Linked DNA regions of Canis lupus: region 2 is linked to region 1. The links are chromatin contacts, called in public Hi-C maps. All regions are on one chromosome and are shown on one strand. The core of a region is the stretch at or near the end of the contact, and the rest is flanking DNA. Distances in the headings are between cores, read along the strand shown. Region 1 holds the start of PFN2 (profilin-2). Region 2 has its middle 180 kb from the start of PFN2.

Evidence for each region. Hi-C and Micro-C count contacts between places; a contact is called where the count stands out from the background.
Region 2: a contact with region 1 is called in a Hi-C map of skin fibroblasts, with 5 times the contacts expected there. The contact joins the enhancer-like site here to the promoter of PFN2 in region 1. A contact is called at or near these places in 3 of 9 Hi-C or Micro-C datasets (amygdala, liver and skin fibroblasts).

What each region holds. Positions count from the first base shown.
Region 1 is chr23:45,208,299-45,214,081 of UU_Cfam_GSD_1.0, forward strand. It overlaps PFN2 (profilin-2), which reads right to left and starts at 4,327. Exons shown (of 3, transcript XM_038571200.1): 1 at 4,116-4,327; 2 at 1,809-2,001. The coding sequence starts at 4,247.
Region 2 is chr23:45,389,482-45,395,842 of UU_Cfam_GSD_1.0, forward strand. No RefSeq gene overlaps it. Among named protein-coding and RNA genes, the nearest start is that of PFN2, 180 kb to the left of the region's middle. Within about 2 kb of position 3,595, at least 4 of the 20 cell types and tissues checked have an H3K27ac peak or open chromatin away from gene starts, as enhancers often do.

The DNA of each region.
Region 1 (5,783 bases), core at 3,077-5,576:
TTCCCCTAATACTTAACAGTCTGCCTAGCAGCTAGAACCCAGAGTCTCTCAAGTATTTTGCCATTGAGTATGCCTTCTTATTCAATCCGCCTCCATGGACCCCTTCTTTTCCCATTACAAAGACCAAGACTGAAAGAGAAAGAAGAAAAGCGTTTCAAAAGAAGGGTTAATCAAGAAAGTCACATAAGTTTTAGCAGACAGAACCCCGATTAATAAGTTAACATTAAGTTAGTTTTCCGTGAACTGTCAAGCACTGAAGTCAACTAGGTCTCCAAAAGGAGAACTTTCAAACTAGTAATATGCTGAAAACATTATAAACTGCATCCCGGGAGTCCGATTGGTGCAGCTGCAGTTCTCTATAAAAACATACTTACAACAGTTAGGGGGAAAAAAAAAAAAAGTGTGACCATTTATACCTTCTATTTTAGGGCAAAACACGGGTTAGTACAGCAAATCATTAGACTGATGCCTAAAATGTTAACTTAAAAAACTTGGGTGATTACTTACAAAATTCTCCACAACTTTAATAGTGCTTGATTAGGTACAAACTATTAAGTCTTACCAGTGACGCTCCATGTGTGTATTAATTCCAGAGGAAAAGCAAGACCAAATTTTAAGATTATTTTCAGTGCCATTCTGAAATGGCCAAATAAAAAGTACTTAAGGCTTGTGCTTACTGATATCCTCACTGTGCTTTGTTTTTAAGTGAGTCTGAAATCCTAAAACAGGATCACTATTTCCAACAAGGTTCTTCTATGATGCAATTCAGAGGCCTATCCCCAAAATACAGGTATATGGCTGACTTTATACTTGCTACCACTAGATGTCAGTAGTGCTGTATAGTATAAAAATCTTATTCTGATTTTATGTCACAGGGTTAATACTTCTTTTTAACATATTTATCTGAGCTCAGCTAATGTTTTAAAGATGCATCTACTATTTCAGTTATCTAATTTCCCTACAGAAAAATATTCATAAGCATCAACTCATATCAGAATAAGAATAGCCTTTAGGATAATCACAAGGAATTGCTGGAAGCACTGCAGTAAATTACAGCTCAGAGTAGCTTCAACTTCATTCACGTGGTAGATGAGGATTTTAAAATGAGCTATGCCAAATCCGCTATCTGAGGCTACACAGCCCTCTTAATTTACAACATATTTACAAAGACTAACACATTTAAATGTATTTGTAAATCGATTGGATGCCATGATAAAACCTTAATCTTGAAAGTTTTCACAAAAAAGTAGCCTTATTTAGTGTAATAAGAATTTCTGCAATGTTGACAACAGTCAGGAAACACCAGAACTTCTGGACCAAGGGTATATATGAAATATAATTTCCTACTTTTCAAATTAAATCACAGATACACTTGGTCTTTGAAAATATTTTAGTCAATAGGTGGCTTACTACAAAACCTTATTCTAATTATTTCTTTCTTCCCCTTCCCCAACAATGTCTCTAAAAGAAAAATGAGTAACTGTTCATTTTTTCTTGTTAATCTGAATAATTAAGAGGCAAAAAAGGAAGAGATGCAAAGATAAAAAATTCAAAAGGACTAAAGTACCAAACAATATTCTGTCTTAAAGTCAGGCTCCCAGAGACCAGGCTGTCTATGCAGCTGCTGTGGAGCTGGTAAATCTAAAGTAAAGCAGTGCCTCCCTTCAGTGCTGGGCAGTTCACAAAAACCACCTTAATAGCCATTATGGACTAACACTTTTATTAAAAAAAAAAAAAAATGTTAAAGAAACTGCTTAATAAGTTGTAATGAAGCGTGCAACTTTTAACCAAAAGAGTACTTTGCTTACCTCTACCAGCTCTGCCGACAGCAACGTTGTATGTTGGCTCCCCACCTTGACTCTTTGTCCGGATGTCCATTGTGCAGTCACCGTCGACGTATAGGCTATCTCTGATCACCGAGCACTTCTTTGCGCCAAGAGTCAAACCGTTGGTAAAGAAACCTTCCCGGTCTTTTCCTACAATCATATCTATTTCTACTGGCTGCCCCGACCAAAAAAAAAAAAAAAAAAGAAAGAAAAAAAACATGAAGTTGTAATTAATTCCTTTCAAGGTCTCCATATAAGTGGAAAAACTGTGTGCTAAGTCTGTATCCTACTAGAGGTCCTTCCCCATTTCACTAGTGTAACATGAAGTTTGTCTTTTCCAAAGAATTACTTAATCCTACACGGCTGCATGTTTTACATCACTTTGTTTCACAGGTAAGGTACTAACTGAAGACCAGTCTATGCGAAGAATCTATGTGGTTGCTAGCTGACACCAGGTCAACTGCAAACGGAAAGAGATTATTTATAAACTGTTTCAAGTCAGATGGCACCTGAAGGGCTTATGTAATGGTAAAGCTTCACCTACAAACTCTTTCAGCAACTGCTTGTCTGTCACATTCAGGCACATTACAGTCACGCTGCATCAAACTTCCAGTTGCTTGAAAGTCTCCTGAAATAATGCCCATGCTCAGCAGACCTGTCCCCGTCTCCTCTGCTTGAAATGGCTTGAACCGCCTTCCTGGTATGGATTTCAAACCCTAGACCTCCACACACTCCCAAATTCGTATTTCCCTCCTCTCTATTTCGCCAGCCGCTCTCTTTATCCTCTCCCACTTCCCCTTCCCCTCCCACCTCAGTCAGTCATCAGTTTTCTTTCTTGGCAGATGCAGGAGAGGATTCTCTTGGTAGGTAGCATTGCAGTAGGAAAGGGAGAAAACAAAAACAGAGCCACCACCACCAACACACACACACACACACACAAAAAAAAGAGAGAGAGAGAGAGAAAATGGAGGGAGACTGGGAAAGCAACTGAGGTAGTCCCCCGAAACCGGAAAGGAGAAAACGTGCATTCTAACATTCCCTGAATAAGGAGGAAGGCGTCGCCCCCATCAGAACTGCAGAGTCATAGCAGGCCCCAGCCATTTCCAAGCACATTCCCCGCAATCCTCCCAGCCAGACAGCGGGAACTCGCACACAAAGACCAGGGCACCGCAGGAAAAAAGTTGGTCGCCAGACAGATGCCAATTCTCTGGAACCGCTGTGGTCCGCTGCGGCTACCGGAGACCTCGAGGTCCCCGCACCCGGGGCGGACGCCCACACACTCAGATCCTAGAGCCGGGCTCACCAGGACGCGAGAATTAGGGGCACCCGTCACGGGGGGCCTCAGGCTCGGCGTGGGATGGGAGAGGAGCGTGGGGCTCGGAAATTACGGGAACGCTCCCCGTGTCTGACACAGCGTCACGGCTCAGACGAGGGCCCTGCGCACAGAGAGGCACAGCAACAAAGCGGCACCGGAGGCCGAGGAGCCGTCGCCCCCAAACATGTGGCGACCGAGTCCACGCCGGCGAGTCACAGGGAGCCCGGGCCCCGCGGAGCGTAAACCTGCATCAGTTCCTTCACGATGCCCGCGGCGGGGGGAGGGACCTGGGGCAGCCCGGCGTCCCCTCGGCCGCACGGACGGCCGAACGCCCCAGGAGCGCGCCCCCCGATGCCAGGGCTGGGTTGCGTAATTGGGGATAACGGTGTATCGATGAAATCTCCACAGGAGGAGGAGAGAAATCAATGGCAGTTCGCCATCTTGGGAGAATTTAAGAAAAAAAAAATAATAATAATTCAAAAAAAAAAAAAGCCCTATAGAGCCAGAGGCGAAGTCGAGATTCGCGAAGCTCCCTCTGCGTGGCCGGCGTCCGTGGCTCCCCAGCCGCAAAGGCCTGGACGCCCGCGAACCGCCGCAAAGTGGCCGCGAGGGGCCGGGCGCCCGGCGGCCGCCGCCTCCCACAGCCCGCGCGGCGCGAGGGGCAGCCCGGCCGCCGGAGGATCCCCCCCCCCCGGGGCCCGCGTGCACCCCGGGCCGTGCAGGGCACAGCGCGGGGCTCGCGGGAGACCACAAGCAGCCGCCCCCCCGCCCGCCCCCCGGCCCCGGCCGCCGCGCGCCCCCTCCCCCAGCTCCGCGGACCGGCGCCCCCGGCCTCGGCCGCATCCTCGGCGCCGGCCGCTCCCACACCTGCCGCGCGGCCCTCAGGGCGGCCCCCGCCCGGCCGGCCGCGCTCGGGTCCGGGGACCGGGACGGGGACGGGGACGGGGCCCCGGCCGGCCGCCGCCGGTCCTCACCGTGATGCTCTGGAAGACGCCCCCGGCCGTGGCTGCCCAGACGTATTTGGCGTCGCAGTAGCCGACAATGGCGGCCTCCTGGCAGCAGCCATCGCACATCAGGTTGTCCACGTAGCTCTGCCAACCGGCCATCTTCGAGCCCTTCGCACTGCAGCGGGGACGGCGAGGAGCAGCAGGCGCAGCGGCGGCGGCGGGCGGCGGGCGGCGGCGGCGCGGGGGGGGCGGGGCGGGGGCGGGGAGGAGGCGGCTCTGCGCAGGCACCGACCGCCCCCCTCCCCGAGGCGCCGCGGAGGGAGGACGCGGGGACGGCGGCGAGGGGCGACCGCGGGGCGCGCCCGGCCTGCCCGCCCGCCCGCCCGCCCGCCTGCCCGCCCGCCGGCCGCCGCGGCGCTGACTGACCAGCAGCGGGGACGCCGCGCTCGGAGCGCCTGTGCGGGCGGCGGCGGCTGCTCCTCGCCGCGGCGCCTCAGCCTGGTCCGCGGCCGCGGCGGAGCGGGCGTGCGCGTGCCCGTGCGTGTGCCCGTGCGCGTGCCCGTGCGTGCGATCCTTCCGCGGCGCCGCGCCCGCGGGGGTCCCGGCCAGGGAGGCGGCGGCCGAGGCGGGGGCGCGGAGGGATACCGCCGAGGGGGACAATCGCGGCCGCCACGTGCGGCGCCGAGGCCCGGGCGTCTCCTCGCCGCCTCCGCCGCCGCCGCCTCCTCCAGCCGCGGGGCCGGGGGGTGGGGGGGAAGCCCGGGGCCCCCCGCGACCGCGCCGTGGCGCGCCGCGCGGCTGGGGATGCGGCTCCGGGGCCCGCACGGCCGCGTTGCCCGGGCGACGGGATGGGAGCGTTCGGCGGGGGCGGGGACGGCGGGACCCTGCGGCGGGGCTGCCCGTCTCCCCGCGACCTCTGGGCGCCCCGAGGGGACGCCCGACCAGGAGGTCCCTTTTGGGTGAACGGACGCGACCCGCCAGCCGAGGGAAAGAGGGAAGCGCGTTCAAAACGCCGAAAAGTCCGTTTTCGAATTTAAAGGTCACGGGGTGTGACCTCGGGAGAGAAGACAAAAAATGTTGCTGAAGCAATTTAATGGGTTCTAAAGTTTTCTTTCTTTCTTTTTATTTTTTATTTATTTTTTTAAAGGTAGAATATTTTTTTATTTTATTTATGATAGTCGCAGAGAGAGAGAGAGGCAGAGACACAGGCAGAGGGAGAAGCAGGCTCCATGCAGGGAGCCCGACGTGGGATTCGATCCCGGGTCTCCAGGATCGCGCCCTGGGTCAAAGGCAGGCGCTAAACCGCTGCGCCACCCAGGGATCCTTTTTTTTTTTTTTTTTTTTTTTAAACCCCTGCTGTTTGCTTTAAAATTTTTCTGAAATCAGCTACTGCAAGGGGGGGGGGGGAGCACACTAGGAGGAACCCTCCCCTCCCCCCCCCGCAGGAACCCCCAAGTCAGGAACCCAGGAGATGGACACGGTGCATTTTTCTCATGTTCTGATGGTAACAAAATACCTACGAGGTACAAAATGTGAGCCAAAATTGTTTTCGTTTTTTGCAGGTGTGCCGCCCACCTGATCCACTTACACTTGCTGGTTGGCTACCTTACCTCTTTGTAGTGGTTTTGATGGTTCTAATCCTCCAGTCTTAGCGGCGATTAGTGATTCATTAAAAGTGAATAATACAGTGTGCTG
Region 2 (6,361 bases), core at 2,345-4,844, 180 kb after region 1:
GGGATCAAGCTGGCTGCTTCAGAATCACGTGAAGAACTTGTTAAAAATAGAGATTTCTGAAACCCATCCTAAAAAGTTTTGATATTACAACAAATTCTCCTGTTTGATTCTGATACGCAGTTAGGTATAGGAACTATAGGGGTAGTTAGAATGTAACAGTTAAATTATTGGAATTCAGCCATTATTTAAATATGTGGTTATTAAGCATCTTCTATGGAAAAGTTGCTTAGTTAAGTTCTGTGGGGTTTATAAACATGTAGAAGACTTAAGCTGCCTCACATGCCTTTGAACATGAGCAGAGGACAAGAAAGGGACACAGGTAGGTGACAGACAGGGATGTTCTCAGACATCAACTCTGATGGGATGGAGAGAATAGAATGGAACTCTGATGCCAGGGGAAAATAAGCAGATGTTTAAATGGAGTAAGGAAAGAAGAAGGAGACAGCTTGGCAGAGTTCCCAGGAATAGTCCCTAGTTCAGATGTCCAAAGGTTGGAGAAGACAGTATTAATATAAACCTCATAAGTCTGTAGAAAAAAAATCAATGAAAGCATGTATATAGTACTAAGTATGGTCTGTGATAATCACCAATAAATGATAGATATTAAAAAAGAAAATTTAAAGATCAAGAAATTTAAAGAGCTATGGGTGAATACCTTGTTCAAAAATATCTCTCCCTCTCTGCCTGTCACAGTGCTTCTAATTCCTTTTCTGAGTTTTGAAGTCTTATTGGAAAAGACTTTTATTGAAGAATCTATTTTGAAAGGCTTATGCCTTAAGCTTTTAATAGGCTAGGAAGAAGGAGAAGAAAAACAGGGGACAGTGGCCACATGGGAGGACAGAAGTCAGGAAGGAGTTGAAGTAGTGTCAGAAGGTAACTTTCATACACATGACATCATTGCTATAGATGCCGCTTTCCTGAAAGTGAGTCAGCAGTCTAAGGCAAGTTGTAAAGCCTGTGTGATGATTCAAAGTCCAGGCCCACTGCACCTAATGGCTCCTTCTTCATCTCAGCAGCTGGTAGATGGGGAAGGAGATTATGGAGAACGGTCCTATTTCTTAACAACCTGGGTCTTTAAAAAACAAAAACAAAACTCTGTGCTCACATTCCTTTGGTGAGAATCCATTACTTTGCTCATCTAGACATTAAATGGGCAGGTGGGTGGGGGAGGGTGAGAAATGTAGCTCCTGGCTGGGCAGAAGGACTCAGGACTCTGAGTCCTGGGAGCTCCTGACAATGTGACAGCAGATTCACAAAGAGGAGTCAGAAACAAAGAGACACAGGCTTGACCAGCAAGAGAAAAGCTAAAGTCAAGAAACAGGTCAATCAATGTATAGGTGCCCCGCCCCCAAATAAATGAACCTTTTCAGGGAGAAGAAAGGTGTTAAGTTAGGTACCAGTCTGAGAAAAGAAAAGGGAAAGCATTTGGGGAGTTTATAAGGGATTGAGAATGACAGCCTTGGCTGAAAAAATGAGAAATTGTGCTGGAAGAAGGTAGAGAGGCCCAAGAGAGGAAACAAATCACCAAATGGAAATTTGGACTTTAAAGCCAGGGGACAGACATGGCTAGTTGATCACTACAGATTTGTGCTCCCCCTGGCCAGCAGGAGGCTACGTTTCCCACCCCTTACATGTAGGTGGGCTGTGGGATTGCTTCTCACCAATGGAATGTGAGCAGAAGATTTTTTTATAAAAAGTAAAGAGAGCCAGTGGGCCAAGAAAGCACACATATCTCCATATGATCTCTTTCTCCATTTGCCGGCTTCTAAGATGATGAAGAAGAAGGGATCACAAGGTGAGAGGTCCGGGCCTCTGAATGATCACATGGAGGGCCATGAGACCCACATTAGTCTGGAAAGAAAGTATTGTTTTGAGTGTCTGAGATATCAGAGCTTATATATTTCAGCAGCTAGCTTTACTTAACACATATAAAAGGTCAGAGGAGGCCTAGGGTTGAGCAGAGGTGATTCAAGAATCAAGGTAATGATTCTTTTAAATTTCCCCCACACAAGTAGAAGACCATAGGCTGATAAATACAGCTATCCCACATGCAACATAGAGAGTCACCAAGGCCAAGTAAAGAGAAACTTTCCTCCTCCTCCCCACTTCAACACTAGGCTTCAGGCTCCAGACTTTGAGGGGAGGGGTGATTTCCCTTTCTTATGCCTTCCATCTGTCATCTTTTAAACCACTTTGATTCCAGATAAAAATGTTGTAGAATGGGAAGGACACTGGGTGTTTAGCCTAGCCTTTTTTTTTTTTTTTTTTTTTTTTGTGGGGAGAAGGGGTAGAGTAACAGAATCAGATGAACAGGAGAAAATTAGTTGTGAAGAGGGCAGTGCTACCATAAGAGAACAACCTAGTATTTCCAACTGACCTGTGGGTGTGCTAAAAGAAGGGAGGACTTCTTTGACCCAGGCTAGGTTGAATTACTCTGCATGGATGTGTAAAGGTGAGAATTGAGGAAAGGAAGAAAGGTATAGAGAAGGGACAGCAAAGTCCTGAGATGCCAGAAAGATTGGCAGGGTGAGAGCATGAGGGACAGAATGGGGAGGAAGATGGGTCAGTCACATCTGTGAAATGCAGATGTTCAGTGTTAAACCATCTGGTCACTTCCACATAAGTCCTTGTTTCTTCCATTATCAGTGAAAGCTTTTATGCCAAAGACATCTGCTATGGGAGGTTTTTCAGGAGCACCCAAGGAAGGGCTAGGGTTCTGCAAATGACTTGACAAACTGTGGAACAGGGACATTATTGTGGTGAAGACCTATTATTATTGTGGTGAAGACCATTATTGGGTGAAGACCTAGGCACAGAACCCATCAGGGTGGAGCTTGGAATCAGAGTGACCTTCCAGGCCATAAACAGTCACTGAGCACCTAATACATGCAGGGCACTATCCTAGGACATGAGGATAAGGCCTTGAGCAAAACAGAGGAGGTCTCTGGGCACTCACAATCTAGTGGAATGACAGACAATAAATAATGGAACAAATAACCTGAGTGAGAAAACAAAGCGGAGGATGTGATGATGTGCCTGGAGCATCTGCTTGAGGATGGGTGGTCGCCTTGCAGAGGCAATGAAGCAGAGACTATTCCACAAGGAATTTGCAAACATCCTGGGGGAGAAGTGAGGGGTGGGGGTGGGGGGTGGAAGTCTGGGGTCCAGGAGCAGAGCCACCGCAGTCTGCGTAGCTACAGACTCCTTTACTCATTCCTACTGCTCACTCTTTCCCTCCTCTCCACAGTGATGTAATGTTCTTTTTCAATGGACAATAAACATGTATTGAACCCGTTCTTTGTATGCGTCGGAGATACTCTGGCTATTCCAAAGGATAAAAATCAAGGTTGCTGCTGAAGAGGGGGCTCCCAGATTCTCCTTTCCTCGGGTCCCCAAGGAAAAGGCAGTGATCCGCGGTTTGAAATGATTTGATCTCACATTTGTCTAGAGGCAGCAGAGGAAAGCCGCCCAGAAGACCGCTTAAGCTCCTTAGCTGTCCCAAGGGAGGGAGCACTCCACCCTCCCCCAGAGTGAGGACGTGTGTGTGGCCGACGCTGACGTCCCTGTAAAGCCGGCGGTGCAGACGGCCCAGCTCCCGCGCTGGAGGCTCGGCGGCCTTCGGGAGTGCAGGGAGTGCAGAGAAAAGAAGGAGCTCCATCTAGTGTCACAAAACCAGACCAAAGGCACCCTGAACCACTTATCAGGTGAACACACACACACACACACCTTGGCTTGTGTCAAGAAATAGGACCTTAGGGATCCCTAGGTGGCTCAGCGGTTGAGCGCCTGCCTTCAGCCCAGGGCGTGACCCTGGAGACCTGGGATCGAGTCCCACGTCGGGCTCCTTGCATGGAGCCTGCTTCTCCCTCTGCCTGTGTCTCTGTCTCTCATGAATAAATAAATAAAATCTTAAAAAAAAAAAAAAAAAAAAAAAAAAAAGGACCTTAAAAGCCAGAACTGCTGGCTTGTAGGAGTTCAGTGCCAAGTAGAAGTTGGGCTTCACCTCTGTCTGGGAGGGAAGAAAGGTGAGGGGGTCTTAAGATCCTGCTCTTAGGGGACTATGCGTAAAATGTGTCCTCCTAGAAGGGCAGACCCCAGTGCTACACACAGGTTCATTTGTTTTTATAAAATCAGGGCATGGGGCCTTGACAACACCCAGAGTACTCTGGGGAGGCATATACACTGGGTCCTCCACATGCGTGAATTTTTTGAAGCTTTTGTGCACGTTTTTGTACCTGATGGGTTATGGGGTTCCAGTATCTTCAGCCTTAGTGAATAATGTCAGACCGTCTTCCAAAGTGGGATATAATGATTTATGATCTCACTGACTACAGGTGGGTTCTTTTTCCTCCTTGCATCCCAAACTTGGTGTTGTCAGCCATTTTCATATTTGTCATCCCAATTGGTATAATCCCAATACCTTGGGGTGGTTTAATTTGCATTTTCCTAGTTAGTGGCGAGTCCAGCACTTTCCATACCTCCCTTCTCTATTTGGATTTCCTCCTTTATGAATTACCTATTGGCCATTTCCCCATCATCTATCTTTTTCTTATTTGCATTAGTTCATTACATATGCTGGTTAAGTGGCCTTTATCACATGTCTCATGCTTTGTCTTTTCATTTTCTCTTTGCGGCATCTCTGGATGAACAGATGCTCTAATGGAATTCAATGTATAAATCTTTTCCTTTATGGCTTGTATTTTCTGTGTCCTGTTTTAAAACTATTTCTCACCTTGACGACAAGAAGGCATTGTCCTATATTATCTTTCAAAAGTTTTTTGCATTTAAGTCTTCACTCTCCTGAAACTGAAATTTTGTTGGTAGGAGGTAGCACTCATCTTTTAAAATTTTTTTTCCATGTAAATTTCCAACTCTCCTAGATCTGTTCATTGGAAAGACCATCGCCTTCCCACTGTTCTGCAGAACCACTGTCCTCTGTCCTCTTAAATCAGGTGTCCATTTGTGTGTTTTGGAATGTTCTATTATTTTCCATTGTCCCAATTGCTGAATGTTTATAATATATCCTGGCTAGCTAGTCCTCTCATCTTGTTCTTCAAGTGTCTTGGCCATTCTTAAGCCTTTGTATTGCCGAATAAAACTTATAATCACAGGGTTGCATTAAATCTGCAGGCTACTGGGAAAGACTTAACATCTTTATAATATTAAGTATGCAATCAATAAATCAATAAATTATAATATATAATTATTTATATAGGTCTTATTTAATTTCTCTCAATAATACTTTGTAATGTTCCTATAGAGATCTTGGACCTCTTTCATGGGACTTATTTCTAGGTATTTGATTTTTCATGCTTTCGTAATTTCTTAAATAGACTTTATTAGAGCAGTTTTGGCTTCACAACAAAACTGAGCAGAAAACAGAATTCTCATATACGCTCTGCCCCCACAAGAGGCATAGCTTCCCCCATTATCAACATCGCTCACCAGAGTGTCACATTTGTTACAACCAGTAAACACACATGACAAATCATCATCACCCAAAGTCCATAATGTACATTAGTGTTCACTTTTGATGTTTTACCTTGTATAGATTTTGACAAATGTATAATGACATGTATATGTACCCAGCACTGTAGAATCACACGGAGTAGTTTCAGTGCCCTACAAATTCTCATGTTCCACCTTTTCATTCCTCTCACTACCCAAACCCCTGACAACCATTGATCCTTTTACTACCTCCATAGTTTTTTCCTTTTCCAGAATACCATATGGTTGGATTCATACAACCAGTAGCCTTTTCAGATGGGTTTCTTTCACTTAGTAATGTGCATTTAAAGCTCCTCTATATCTTTTCATGGCTTGGCTGAAGGACATTTTGGTTGCATCAAAGTTTTGACAATTTTGAATAAAGCTGCTACAAACATCTTGTGCAGGTTTTTGTGTAGACATAAGTTTTCAGTTCCTTTGGGTAAATAACAAGGAGTGTGATTGCTAGGTTCTATAATAAGAGTATGTTAGTTTTGTAAGAAACTGCCAAATTGTTTTCCAAAGTGGCTTTGCCATTTTGTATTCCCACCAGCAGTAAATCAGGGTTCCTGTTGCTCCACATCTTTGACTGCATTTGGTGTTGCCAGTGTTCCAGATTTCAGCCCTTGAAATAGGTGTCTAGTGGTATTTCTTTTAAATTTGCAATTCCCTAATGCCATGTGGTATTGAACATCTTTTCATATACATTTTTTCCATCTGTATTTCTTTTTTTTTGGTGAGATGTCTGTTCAGGTATTTTACTCATTTTGAAAATCAGGTTGTTCATTTTCTTATTGTTGAGTTTTAAGAGTCCTTCATCTATTTTAGATAAAAGCCTGTTATCTGTTATCAGATATGTCTTTTGTAGCCCTTT